2 separate regions of the Sus scrofa genome follow, and region 1 is linked to region 2. A link is a contact called in public Hi-C data. All regions are on one chromosome and are shown on one strand. The core of a region is the stretch at or near the end of the contact, and the rest is flanking DNA. Distances in the headings are between cores, read along the strand shown. Region 1 holds the start of UBE2K (ubiquitin conjugating enzyme E2 K). Region 2 holds the start of SMIM14 (small integral membrane protein 14).

Region 1 (5,902 bases), core at 2,645-5,144, 48 kb before region 2:
AAAAATCAATTTGTTAATGCCGTTGATTTAAATACTCCTTGAGGATCCTAGAAATGTAGCAAAGCGAAGCTACAATATGAAAAAAACCTGCAGGTACCATACACAAGAACAAGCAAAAAAGTATGTACACTGATTTAAGGGTGTTTTACTTCACTGAGCCTTTTTTTTTTTTTGGTCTTTTTAGAGCTGCACCCACGGCATATGGAGGTTCCCAGGCTAGGGGTCGAACTGGAATTGGAACTGTAGTCACTGGCCTATGTCACGGCCATGGCAACACAAGATCTGAGCCATGTCTGTGACCTATACCAGAGCTCACAGCAATGCTGGATCCTTAACCCACTGAGAGAAGCCAGGGACTGAAGATGTATCCTTACGGATACTAGTCAGTCAGATTCGCTTCCGCTGAGCCACGAAGGGAACGCCTATTTCACTGAGCTTTGAATTTAAAAATATTTGGGGGTTTGTTTTAATGGCCGCACCCGTGGCATAGGAAGTTCCCAAGCCAGGAACTGAATTGGAGCTGCAACTGCAACCTATGCCACAGCTGCAGCAATGCTAGATCCTTTAACCCACTGTGCCACAACAGGAACTCTTAAAAGTATTTTGCATATTGAAATGCAAGCAAAATTTTAATTACACGTAACATTTATTTTAATGCTTAAACTAACAAGTTAGGTTGTGTTTAAATCCTTTAATCAGTAATACAAATCAGGCTCCAGTTTTTTCGGTCGTTTTAGTCCCATACCTGAAGCATATGGAAGTTCCCAGGCTAGGGGTCAAATGAGAGCTACAGTTACCGGCCTACATCACAGCCACAGCAACACCAGATCAGAGCCTGGGATCCTACACCACAGCTGATGGCAATGCCAGATCCTTAACCCACTGAGCGAGGCCAAGGATCGAACCTGCATCTTCAGGGATGCTCGTCAGATTCGGTTCTGATGAGCCACAAAAGGAACTCCAGGATCTTTTTTTTTTTTTTTTTTGGCCACACCTGTGGCATGCAGAAGTTCCTGGGCCAGGGACTGAACCCATGCCACAGCAGCAATCCAGCCACTGCAGTGACAATGCTGGATCCTTAACCTGCTGAGCCACAGAGGAACTCCTAAGAGGGATCTTCTGATGCCAGTTGCCCGGGACACCCAAGTCCCCCACCCAGAAGCAATCAACACTACCAATTTCTCATTAATCCTTTCACCTATACAAACAAATACACGTATCTCCCCAGAAATGGTGGCCTCCTCCCACTATTCTGCACTGTGCTTTTCACACTGATCTGGGAGGCTATATTTTAACAACACACTCCAAGAATGGCCACTTACAACTTCTTAGAGCCAGAATTCAGCAAATGTCAGTTATCTTTTCACAAAGGCACTTAAAAAGGCGCGGGGTTGGAGAGGAGTCCTTAAACCATTCCTAGTAAGCACAACCATATGAAATAAACTTTAGTAAAATGAAGATTTACATAGGTGACATGAGGAAATACTTGACTATCTGACAAGCCATTCAAATATTGCCTTTACATACATTAAAAAAGAAATACATGGACTGTATTATAAGTTCTTCAATGAGTTGAAAATAATATAATCCAATTATAGAACTGGGCTTATTAAAATATCAATGAAATAAAATATTGGTGAAAATAAAACTATTTATTGGTTATATTCCAAAATTAAATTACCTGACCCTTTTCTAAATGTTCTTTGCAACTTACTTTCTGGAAGATGTTTCCTTTCAGATTTATAAAGGCACTCTTGTTAAAAAAATAAAATGTTTGTATTTTCTACTTTCTTCCTCTGAAACACTTACTTGACAGCAAGATTTCATCATCCCTTACATGTAATTTTAACAATATGCATTACTAAAGCAATACAAGATTTCTTTTAAGCTTCAATTTAAGTACTAAGAATATTGTGAAAAGTCACCTCACAATATGCAATCAGATCATATGAATTACGAGAACAGTACTTACCACTTTTAAGTAACAGAAAATAAAGCGTTAAAATCTTATATTTCAGGCTTGTACAACCATATTAGAGAAATGTTTTAGGCTACTAGCAATATTACCCGCAATCTTCTATTAGGAATATATATGTCAACTATCCTGGAATATATTTTCTTATTAAACAAGAATTTAGAATCATTGTTTCATTGTATTGTCAGTACAAGCATTTATGACTCTATTTCTACAATGTACCACAAAAATACAAAGTCATCCTTCCATTCAGAGTTTTGGCACCTGAACAAATACAGAGGTCAGAGTTCATACACATGCTCGGTAAAACCAATTATTACTCACATAACTATTACATTCAATAAATCTGCTGGTGTTTGGCATTTTTTAGTAATTTTAAAGAATTTTCTGCAAGTCTAATTGGAAAGACTCGGTGGCACAAATATAGTTCAAGTGCTATCAGACTTATATCCAGAATTCATCACATACTTAGAATGCTAAATTTCACAAATCACTGAGCTCGTCAAAGTATTGATATAAGAGAAAAACACATATAGTAATGATACTTTCAATAATGGTGTGTGATATTTTGAAAATAACCATTCAATATGCTCAATCTTTCTTTGTTGAATCCAACAAGGAAAAACAACCTAGCATTCTCGTTGATTTGGGTATGAAAAATTACACTGATTCATAATTGAGTCAAATTACTAAATTACTAAAACATTTAAAACATATTAATAAATGTGGCCAACACTAGAGTGTTCTACAGGACTCAAGAGGAGCTTGAGACAAAAAAACTTTTTAATCCTTTCAGATAGATGTTGGGATAAGGAGATATAACAATGTATTTATTAATCTGCTGAAATGTCATGTTTAATAAGGAGATATAACAATGTATTAATCTGCTGAAACCTCATGTTTTTTTTAATAGCACTGTTTTTCAATAGTAAGAATCAAGTTAACTATGAGGGACATCATAATGAAGTTTCATGGCACAACACAGCAGTGTCACAGAGGCAATGTCTTAAAACAGACTCTGATCTGTAACTTGTAAACATTTTAAAATAAGCTACTCATACACTCCATTATATGTCCTAATCCCAGCTATAAATATTTAAATGTCTTTAACACACCAAACAACCTGCCTTTACCTAGTCAAAAAGCTTTAGGTGCCTACAAAAAAGAGGCCTAGGATTTGGGGGTAAGTGGAAATGAGATAATTCTCTAACATGGAATTAATTTCCTATCTCAAGTGGCAATGCCCTTATCCCCCACTTAAACAATATAGACAGTACCCCATTATGTCTTGCTCTCTCTTCCAACACCCAACTAAAAGGGAGTAACTCTGAACGGCCTTCTTTCATCAATACCTAGGAACTCTCATCGCTCCTTCCCTAAGGAAAGGACAGCGGCGGCCAGATCGGCTACAACCCAGAATACCCTTAAAAGTGAGGGCCTTTGAGCAGCGCAGCTCTCGGGATCCAGTTACCACCTTTCCCCTTCCCCCAACCTACTTCCCGGGTTTTCTCAGGCTCGGCCTGCTCACTCCCCACCCTACAACCACACTTCCAGCTGTTGCCACTATCTAGGGGCTCTTTCAAGAGCTCACACCCCGCGTCTAAGCGCCCCCTTCTCCATCTGCCCCCCCCAATCTGATTCCTCTCCAGATCACCCGCCCGCGAGACCGTCCATCCCAGGGCCCTGGAAGGGGAGGGGAAGGCGGCGGAAGGAGGGGGAGACTGCTGCTTCCCCACAGGCAGAAGGGCGGCCGCAAAGAGGGCCACTCGGGCGTTACTAGGGATATTGGGGACGCCAGTGGAAGGACCCTCCCGCCATGGGCTGAGGTGGGGGACGTTCGGGAGTTCATTTCTGACCTCCTCGCTCTTCAGCACCTCCTTGAACTCCCGCTTGATTCGCTGCACCGCGATGTTGGCCATGTCTCCGCCCGCAGCTGATTCGTACCCGCCTCCTCCGCCACCGCTACGACCACCGCCACCGCCGCCACCTCTTCCTCCACCGCCTCCTCCCTCGGCGATTCACACCAGAGCACACGAACGCTGCCACTGCCACTCCGGCCGCCGCGCTCTCCTCAGTGTGGAATCACCTCCGCGCCCGGCCACCAAAATGGCGCCAGGTCCGCGCCTGCGCACGACGCTGACCTGACCGGGCGGCGCAGCCGCTCCCGTTGTAGCCCCATACGCCTCAGCTGCGAACCCGCGCCGCGCCGCCCCGCGCCGCGCGTCTCTGCCCGAGCTGCGGCCGCGTGGCTCCGCCCTGCCGGCGTCTGAGGCCTGGAGGGTGCGGCTTCCGCGCTGGTCAGCGCTGCCCCGGCCTCCTCGGTCCTCTCAGGCGTCTCTGCCCCTCTTCGAACCAGGTGTATGGTCCAGGCTTCCAGACCGTGGCCTGTAACCGAAGGTTCGAGTCCAGCCTGACGGGTTCACGCGGCTCCACTCGGTTTGGAGCGCCGCCCTGACTCAGCCAGACCCAGAACCCACAGGCTTAGTGTGCCTGCCTGTGTTTAGTGTCTGAAAACACTGTCCTGGAATTCAGTCTGGCCTATTTTTTCTTGGTGTAGGCCCGGCAAATGCACTGAGGTTCATTTTTGTTATGAAGCTCTTACGGTGCTGCTATTACTACGATCATTCCAGGATCTTAACAGGTACAACAAATTATAAAGTTAAGTATGGGTCTCATCAATTTTATTTGAGACCAGTACTCCATGGAATTTAGAAGCCAGGTGTTGATCTTTGACCTGCTTAGGTAATTAATACCAAGCCCTGGAACTAAAACCATAGTTTTGGAACTCGAATGTACATTAGGATCCCTGAATAACTTGTTAAAAAATAAAAAGAAAACGGATTGCTGGGCCCCATTCCTAGAGTATAGGGTGGGCCTAATAATTTGCATTTGTAACAAGTTCCCAGATGCAGCTGCTCCTGCCGCTGCTTCTGGAGCCACACAGTGGGAACCACTGAACATGTGAAAATAGTTTATATATTAAAGTGAAAAATGGAGTAGTAGATGTTTCTTGGGCGAGAAGGGCAGCTTTACTTACTTAAACCTAGGATCTACAACTGTGCCTGGTGCCTATTAAGGCCCTTAATAAATATTGAATGAATAAATGAGTAACGATAAGACTAAAATGTTTTAAATGGAAAGTAAATTTGAAAGCGGTTGCTAAAGTTTCCAATAAGTAATATGGTTGTGGATTTGGGGGGGTTTTGAGTGTTTTTTTCTTTTGGCCGAGCCTGCGGCATTTGTAAGTTCCTGGACCAGAGATCGAACCCTCGACATAACTGTGACCCAAGCCGCTGCAGTGACAAGGCCAGACCCTTAACCCACTGCAGCACAAAGGAACTCCTAGGTAATATGGTTTTGATGCTGAGAGGTGCTTTGAATAGAAAACATTTTGTAATAAGTAATTATGTTTATTTAGAAGTTATATTAAAGTCACTTCTTTCACTATGTTTCTAATAGGATACTTTAACCAATCAGTAAAGTATCCTATTAGAAGAATATCACGAAATCACCGTCTCAGCAAAAATTACTGAAATTGTGGCACTGAAAAAGAAAGTAAGCACTTGGAGTGAACCACTCACGGAGGCACTTGGCAAAAATGAACTTATTGAACTACTGCCACGGGAACCAAGAAGGGATTTTTAATTCCAGCTCTCCTCCATTTCAGCTCTCTTGGCCAACCTTGGTTTCCTATTTTGCAGAATAAGGAAGCTGGATAAGATGATCTCTCTCAAGTTTTAAGAGTTCATTATTCTAAAACATCTGGGAAAATTTCCCTGAAGGGACTAACATAAGCTGTAAAACCCTTCCAGCAGAGCCCCCTAGTGGTTCTAAGAGGAACCAACTATACATGTGGGTCGTGGCACAATGAATTACTGGTATAATGAATGCATAAATCGTGCAATGCTATGTGTATTTATGCCGGCA
Region 2 (6,448 bases), core at 844-3,343:
GCATGGAGCCTAGCTTTCTCCAAAGCAAGCAATACAAGAGAATGAGGTTGAAAGTTTCAATCAGTGCCTTTATGACCTAGCCTTAGAAGTCACATACCTTTAGCTATATTCTACAAGTCAGAATAGCCCTTTTTCAAAGGGCTGGAGGAGTCTATATTTCCAGAGCCAGGAATCACTGGGGGTTATCTTGGAAGCTAGTAGTTACCAAAGATCCTAACTGATTTTCCTGTAATTTATTTTTAAAGTTCTTTTTTTTTTTTTTTTTTGTCTTTTTAGGGCCGGACCCGCAGGCTAGGGGTCTAATCGGAGCTGTTGCTGCAGGCGTAGGCCACAGCCACGCCAGATCCCAGCCGAATCTGCAAACTACACCACAGCCCACGGCAACGCCGGATCTTTAACCCACTGAGCAAGGCCAGGGATCGAACCTGCAACCTCATGGTTCCTAGTCGGATTTGTTTCCGCTGCACCATGATGGGAAATCCTAATTTTTAAAGTTTTTAAATTTTTTTCTTTTTATGGCTGCACCTGGAGCCTATGGAAATTCCCAGGCTAAGAGCTGCCAGTTTACACCACAGCCACAGCAACGCCAGATCGGAGCTGCATCTGCGACCTACACCACAACTTGTGGCAATGCCAGATTCTTAACCTACAAAAAGAGGCCAGGAATGGAACCTGAATTCTCATGGACACTCTGTCAGGTTTTTACCCAGATAAGCCGCAACCGGAACTCCCCTGTAATTTACTTTATAAAGCAAGTACTGATAATTTTGTGATATCCTGTGCCAGTTCGGTTTTGTACCATACTGTTCTCTTAAACGCAGCTGTATTTTCAAACACTTATATGCACATGGATGCATACAAGACTTTCTATTCCACAAATTAAAGTTCCACAGATTAAAGACCCTCTATTACAAGGTCAGCCCATGAACTTCACTAGGGTACTAGAGTCTACTTCAAACCCTCTTAATTTGAGTAAACAGAGTTCAAGACTGCAGAGTAAGGGCCAAGAAGCTTGACTTCTATCTGTTAAGTGTTAATTACCTAGGAAACACTTTCGGTTTTACCAAAAACCTTTCATTTTCTAGAAACCTTTGCCTGCATTCGACGTCCCCTTTAATTAAAAAGCTCTTGCAGATTATAATAATTTGCTGAAGGTGACTCAGCTAGTTGAGATGATTAACCAAATACTGAGATATAAGTCCAGGTTAGCTGAAAAGGTTGACTCAGTGAAGTCTACAGTTTCCTTCAGCTTTCACCTCTCCCACAGGCTAGGCAAATAGGCACCTTTGTGAAATCTTCGTTCGGAACTCACACTTTCATTTTCCTCCTGGTCCTGTTTTAAGGTCTGTCTACTCATGGGACTAAGAAAACAGAGTAGCCCTAAGTTTTGCCAAATTGGGAAATTTCTTGGGCCCCAGTGGTTTAGTGGGGAGACTGAAAAGGCCAGAACTGGAAAGAAGGAAGCACTAATTTGGTTTAAAAAGAAGTGCGGTTCTTACACCACAAATAGTATCCTTATTTCAATCCGTAAAGTCAAAGCAAAAAAGGTTTGAGCTGACTGCCTAACAACAGCGCTCTCCTCCAGGTTCGCCACTATCGCTCCATCCATCATATATTCCTTTTAATACTCCCCTTGAACTGAATTTTAGCCAGCTTTCCGAGTGCAATGTTAGGGAGAGTAAAGGGGGTAAATGCCACGTTTGACATACTTTTGTACATAAGACTAAATCCCTATCTTCAATTTTCACCTGGCCTGAGAGAGCCAAAACAATCTCCACATGTCTCAGCAGACATCAACTTGCGCCAACGCCTACCACTACTCCCGCTAAACACTCCTGCCCAGGAAAGCCATCAGGTTAGGCAAAGGGAGACACACAGCAGAGGACATTGTCCACATCAGACGAAACAGATGCCACGCCGGCTGCTACAGCAGACGTGGGGCTTCGCCCCTCCACCTCATAACGCTCGGCCCCACCCCTCCCAGCCGGAACTGCAACACCCGCGCCTAGCGCCCCCACGAACAGCGCAAAGCTTGTTCCCGCTCCGCCTCTCCGGACCCACTGCGCAGGCGCGGGGCGCGCGCGTGCTCAGTAGGCCTGCCGCTGGGGTCTGGAGGCGCTGCTATCTGTTGCGCCGACGTCCGCGGGAGCCGGCAGATCCGGGTCTCGTGGCTAAGAGTGACGTGGTCAATCGAATCAAAACAGAGGAGGGGAGGAAGCCGGCGGTCAGGAGCAGCGGCAGCAGCGGCGGCCCGAGCAGCCGCAGCGTTCCGGAAGCTCCAGGCGGTCTTTCTGCCGAGGCTTGGTCCCGGCCCCCATCCTCCCCGCCCCGTCGGTTGTTGTCTGGGCGGGTGAGTGTCTCCCCTTTCTCCCACCGCCGTTTGCTGGCCCATCTTCCCCTCACCCCGGTGTTTCTTGGGGGCTCCTCAGGTTTTCGCGGACTGCGGCGGCTGCGGCTAAGCAAAGCTGCTTCTCCGGCTCGGTGGTTCCTCGGCGGGGCCGGCGACTCTGCACCGGGAGAAACCCGCTGCTGCCGAGCCCGCGTCCCCCGACGGAGAGCGAGGCGGAGAGCCTGAAATTTGGCTTTCTCTGCAGGAAACCAGAGTCGGGACTTGGCAGGGAAGTGGACGGTAGCCACGGGTGGTTTTATTTTTAGGGCAAGCAGTGAACTCGGGTGGAGGCGTATAATGGAGTAAAAAAGGAGAGAGAGTCGTAGCTGGAAAGAAAACCCCACAAACCCTGAAATCCACGCTGTATCATTTACCTCTGTTCCTTAGCTTTTGCCGGTTTTGATGAAGTCACTAGGTTGCATTCTTTGTTGTGATTGATGAGACAAGAAAGCTGCCATCCAGAAAGCGGGTGCTTTTGGCCCTTATTGTGTTGTGAATTTCAAGGATTCCTTTTTTCTGTTCAGTAAGTGGAACCAGAGCTGACATAAAGAGGTAGCACCCTTTACTGGAACAGATAAAGTGCGATAAACTGGTTACTGGAGTACCTGAAGTCCTATGTTGCGTTTAAAGCCCGTTTTCCAAAGTGGCTGTTACTGTATGTGTTAACGATTTCAGCCAAGATGATGTTTGTTAGCTGTAGAGAGTCAGGATGTTTTCAGTTGTCCTAGTTTGCAAAATCGAAGATGTGGCCTTAAAAAAATGTCTTGGCTTTGGGTAGAGAAAGTCGGATGAGCTTCATGCAATACCTGTGTTTGAAGAGACCGTCCAGTTTTTGTATTCATGTCAAAAGCTGCTGTGCATACAGTAACTTGGACAGCGTATGACCTTTCAGGTGCAGCCTTGAGACCCTTAGGCATTCTCGCCGTCCAGTCTGTTGAGCTGGCAGAAAGCTTGTGTTCCTTTCCACTCCAGATGACCAGCCAAGCAGATTCCTCTGGTGTAGCCTGCTTCGAGCCCTGCCACCCTCCCCGTCTCCTTTCAAAGCATGAAGGAGACCAGAAAACCAAACCTCCTTTTTGTCCTAACTTAGTTTTAAAAACAGGAACATTCCCCCCCCACCCCCAGCGAACTCATTAATTGAGGTGTTTCTTTAGCAGGTGGCAAAATAGAAAAGCAGAACTATGTGCCAATCCATTGCAACTTAGCAAATTTAGAAAGAGTTCTTAGGAATTTAGACTACTCACTTGAAGGATACCCTTGTAAGTATCCTTGTGAGTACCCTTGTGTGGTCTAGAATGGACCTCTTCATAACAAATTTCTTCCTTCTGTGTGTGCAGCTGAGATCTTTTTTCTTAGTACCAAGGTTGGAATCCTGCTGATTTAAACAAATGAATTATGTTTTCTTGAAGTTCTTTTTTTGACTTTTATGCTAACCTATAACTCAATATTTTGCTTATATGATATAATTTGTGATAATTGGAGGGAGTGTTAATTAAAATAGATAAGTAATAAATCATAAGTAATTCCTGCCATCGAGATCACCAAAATGTCAGCAGTGTTTTATATCTTTCCAGACTTCTTTTTTTGCATTTATGTGTTTTATACAAAAATGGTATCATACCACGTAAGCTTTTCTATAACTTGCTTTTTTACATAGTAGTACTTCATTTTTGAGAAACAAAATTTAAATATTTGCAGATAGGGACTTTTGGACCTTTTAAGGAATATTCGCTATGTGTTTGCTGCACCATAATTGTTAGAATCGTGGTTTTAAAAGATTTCCTCACATGTCTCTGATGATATTGTAAGATTTAATTTAATGGATATTAAATTATTTAATATCCGTTGTGTGACAGAATAAGGCTTTGCTTGTTTAACTCTTGGGAGAGCGGGCATAGAATAGCCTGAGTTGACAATATGGAAATTTAAAAAGTTTTGCTAATTTATTGATTTGATTCAAGTAAAGGTTTAGTTCTATTCAGTAGCTACCATGTGCTTGAAATGCTGACTAGCTGTCCAGGCCTCTGTCCATAAGGTCCTAAAATATTTTACTTTATAAATCACACTTAATCTGCTGTGTTAACATTGAGACTTGGATATATGCCCATTCAGTCCAGTGCTTTATCTGTGGTGCCAGAGGAGAAGGAAGTGTCCCTGTCAATTCAGCTTCAAAGGATAAGTACATTCTATGAAATATCTTAAATACGTACGCTAATAACCCATTTGGGTCCATTAGTCATAAACTTACCTAAAACCCTTAAATTTTTGGAGTTCCCATAATGGCTCAGTGGAAATGAGCCATGGAAATGAATCTAACTAGTAACCATGAGGACACAGGTTGGATCCCTGGCCTCAATCAGTGGGTTAAGGATCTGGCATTGCCATGAGCTGTGGTGTAGGCCTGCAGCTACAGCTCTGATCCAACTCCTAACCAGGGAACCTCCATATGCCACAGGTGCAGCCCTAAAAAGACAAAAAAATAAAACCTTTAAATTTCTGTTTTCTTTTTTAATCTTATGGTTGAACCCACAGCATATAGAAGTTCCTGGGCCAGAACAGGGGCTGAATCTGATCCACACCTGGGACCTACGCCACAGCTCTAGAAACTGATGGAACCCACACCTCCACAGCTGTCTGAGCTGCTGCAGTTGGATTCTTAACCCACTGTGCCACAGTAGGAACTCCTAAATCTCTATTTTCATTCTTCATCTCTTGGGTAATTAGTCCCAGATGCTTACTAATGTGATTTAGTTCATATTCTTTGATTTGCGTTAAATAACAGTATTCAGTATATATTCTAGATTTGTCCACTTCTCGTCTCTACTGCCACCACCTTTGCCAGCTATCACCTAGCCTACTGCAGTAACCTCCTGCTTCCACTTGGGCATTTTATGGTGCCTTCCCCTTGCTACAGTTTAAGAGATCCTTTACAGTGTAAATCAGGTCGTGTCATCTCTTTGTTGAAACCTCTTATCACATTCAGAATAAAACCCAAACTTTTTTTTTTTTTGGTTTTGGTCTTTTTGCCTTTTCCAGGGCTGCTCCTGTGGCACATGGAGGTTCTCAGGGTAGGGGTCTAATCGGAGCTGTAGTCACCAGTCTACGCCAGGGCCACAGCAACTTGGGATCTGAGCTGCGTCTGCGACCTTCACCACAGCTCACAGCAACGCCAGATCCTTAACCTACTGAGCAAGGCCAGGGATCGAACCCACAACCTCGTGGTTTTTAGTCGGATTCGTTAACCACTGAGCCAGGATGGGAACTCCAAATCCAGACTCTTTAACAAAGTTTTCCAGGCACTCCATGTTTTGGCCCTGCCTTCTTGTCTTACCTTACCTTGTATCTGAATGCCTAGATGAGTACCCATGAACTGGGTCAGTTTCTTCCTGTGTTCCAGGCCCACTAGCATTGTCCCAGGAATTTGCCAGGCTTGTTCCTGCCTCAAGGCATTTGTGCTTGGTCTACCCTATGGCTTCAGTCTTCTCTTAGATCTTCCTGTAGTTCATCCCACCTGTAGTTGAGGTCTCAGTTCAGCTGTTGCCTCTTCAAGGAAATTGTCTCCACAATTACCATTCTCTCATTTCTTTTTTTATCACATCACTGTCTTGAATTTCTTTAGTTTTTATATCCCATCCCCTATACTAGAAATTAAACTCTGGGAAGATGGGGACCTTGTCTATCTTTTTCAGTGCATAGTAGGTGCTCAGTGAATGTTGGTTGAATGCCTAAACTTGAACACATCTGTGTTACTCTTTTTTTTGGCTGCACCCAAGACATACAGAAGTTCCTGGGCCAGGGATCGAATCCAAGCCACTACCATGACAATGCCGGATCCTTAACCACTAGGCCATCAGGGAACTCCCAGATCTGTATTTCTGTATTACTCTTGAACATACTATTTTTTTTTTGGCTTTATTTTTTATTTTTTAAAATGAACCAAGTGCTTATTACATAAAGAAATGTTGGGAGTTTCCGTTGTGGCACAGTGGTTAACGAATCCGACTAGGAACCATGAGGTTGCAGGTTCTATCCCTGCCCTTGCTCAGTGGGTTAAGGATC

The links. A called contact is a pair of places that touch in the nucleus more often than the background predicts.
Region 1: a contact with region 2 is called in a Hi-C map of skeletal muscle, with 2.5 times the contacts expected there. The contact joins the promoter of UBE2K here to the promoter of SMIM14 in region 2. A contact is called at or near these places in 4 of 47 Hi-C or Micro-C datasets (adipocytes, embryonic fibroblasts, heart right ventricle and 1 more) and 2 of 2 datasets of contacts at active chromatin or transcription factors (alveolar macrophages and skeletal muscle).

What each region holds. Positions count from the first base shown.
Region 1 is chr8:30,885,986-30,891,887 of Sscrofa11.1, reverse strand. UBE2K (ubiquitin conjugating enzyme E2 K) reads right to left here and starts at 3,894. Exons shown (of 7, transcript NM_001078671.1): 1 at 3,832-3,894. The coding sequence starts at 3,894.
Region 2 is chr8:30,836,061-30,842,508 of Sscrofa11.1, reverse strand. SMIM14 (small integral membrane protein 14) reads left to right here and starts at 2,093. Exons shown (of 5, transcript XM_021101115.1): 1 at 2,093-2,350.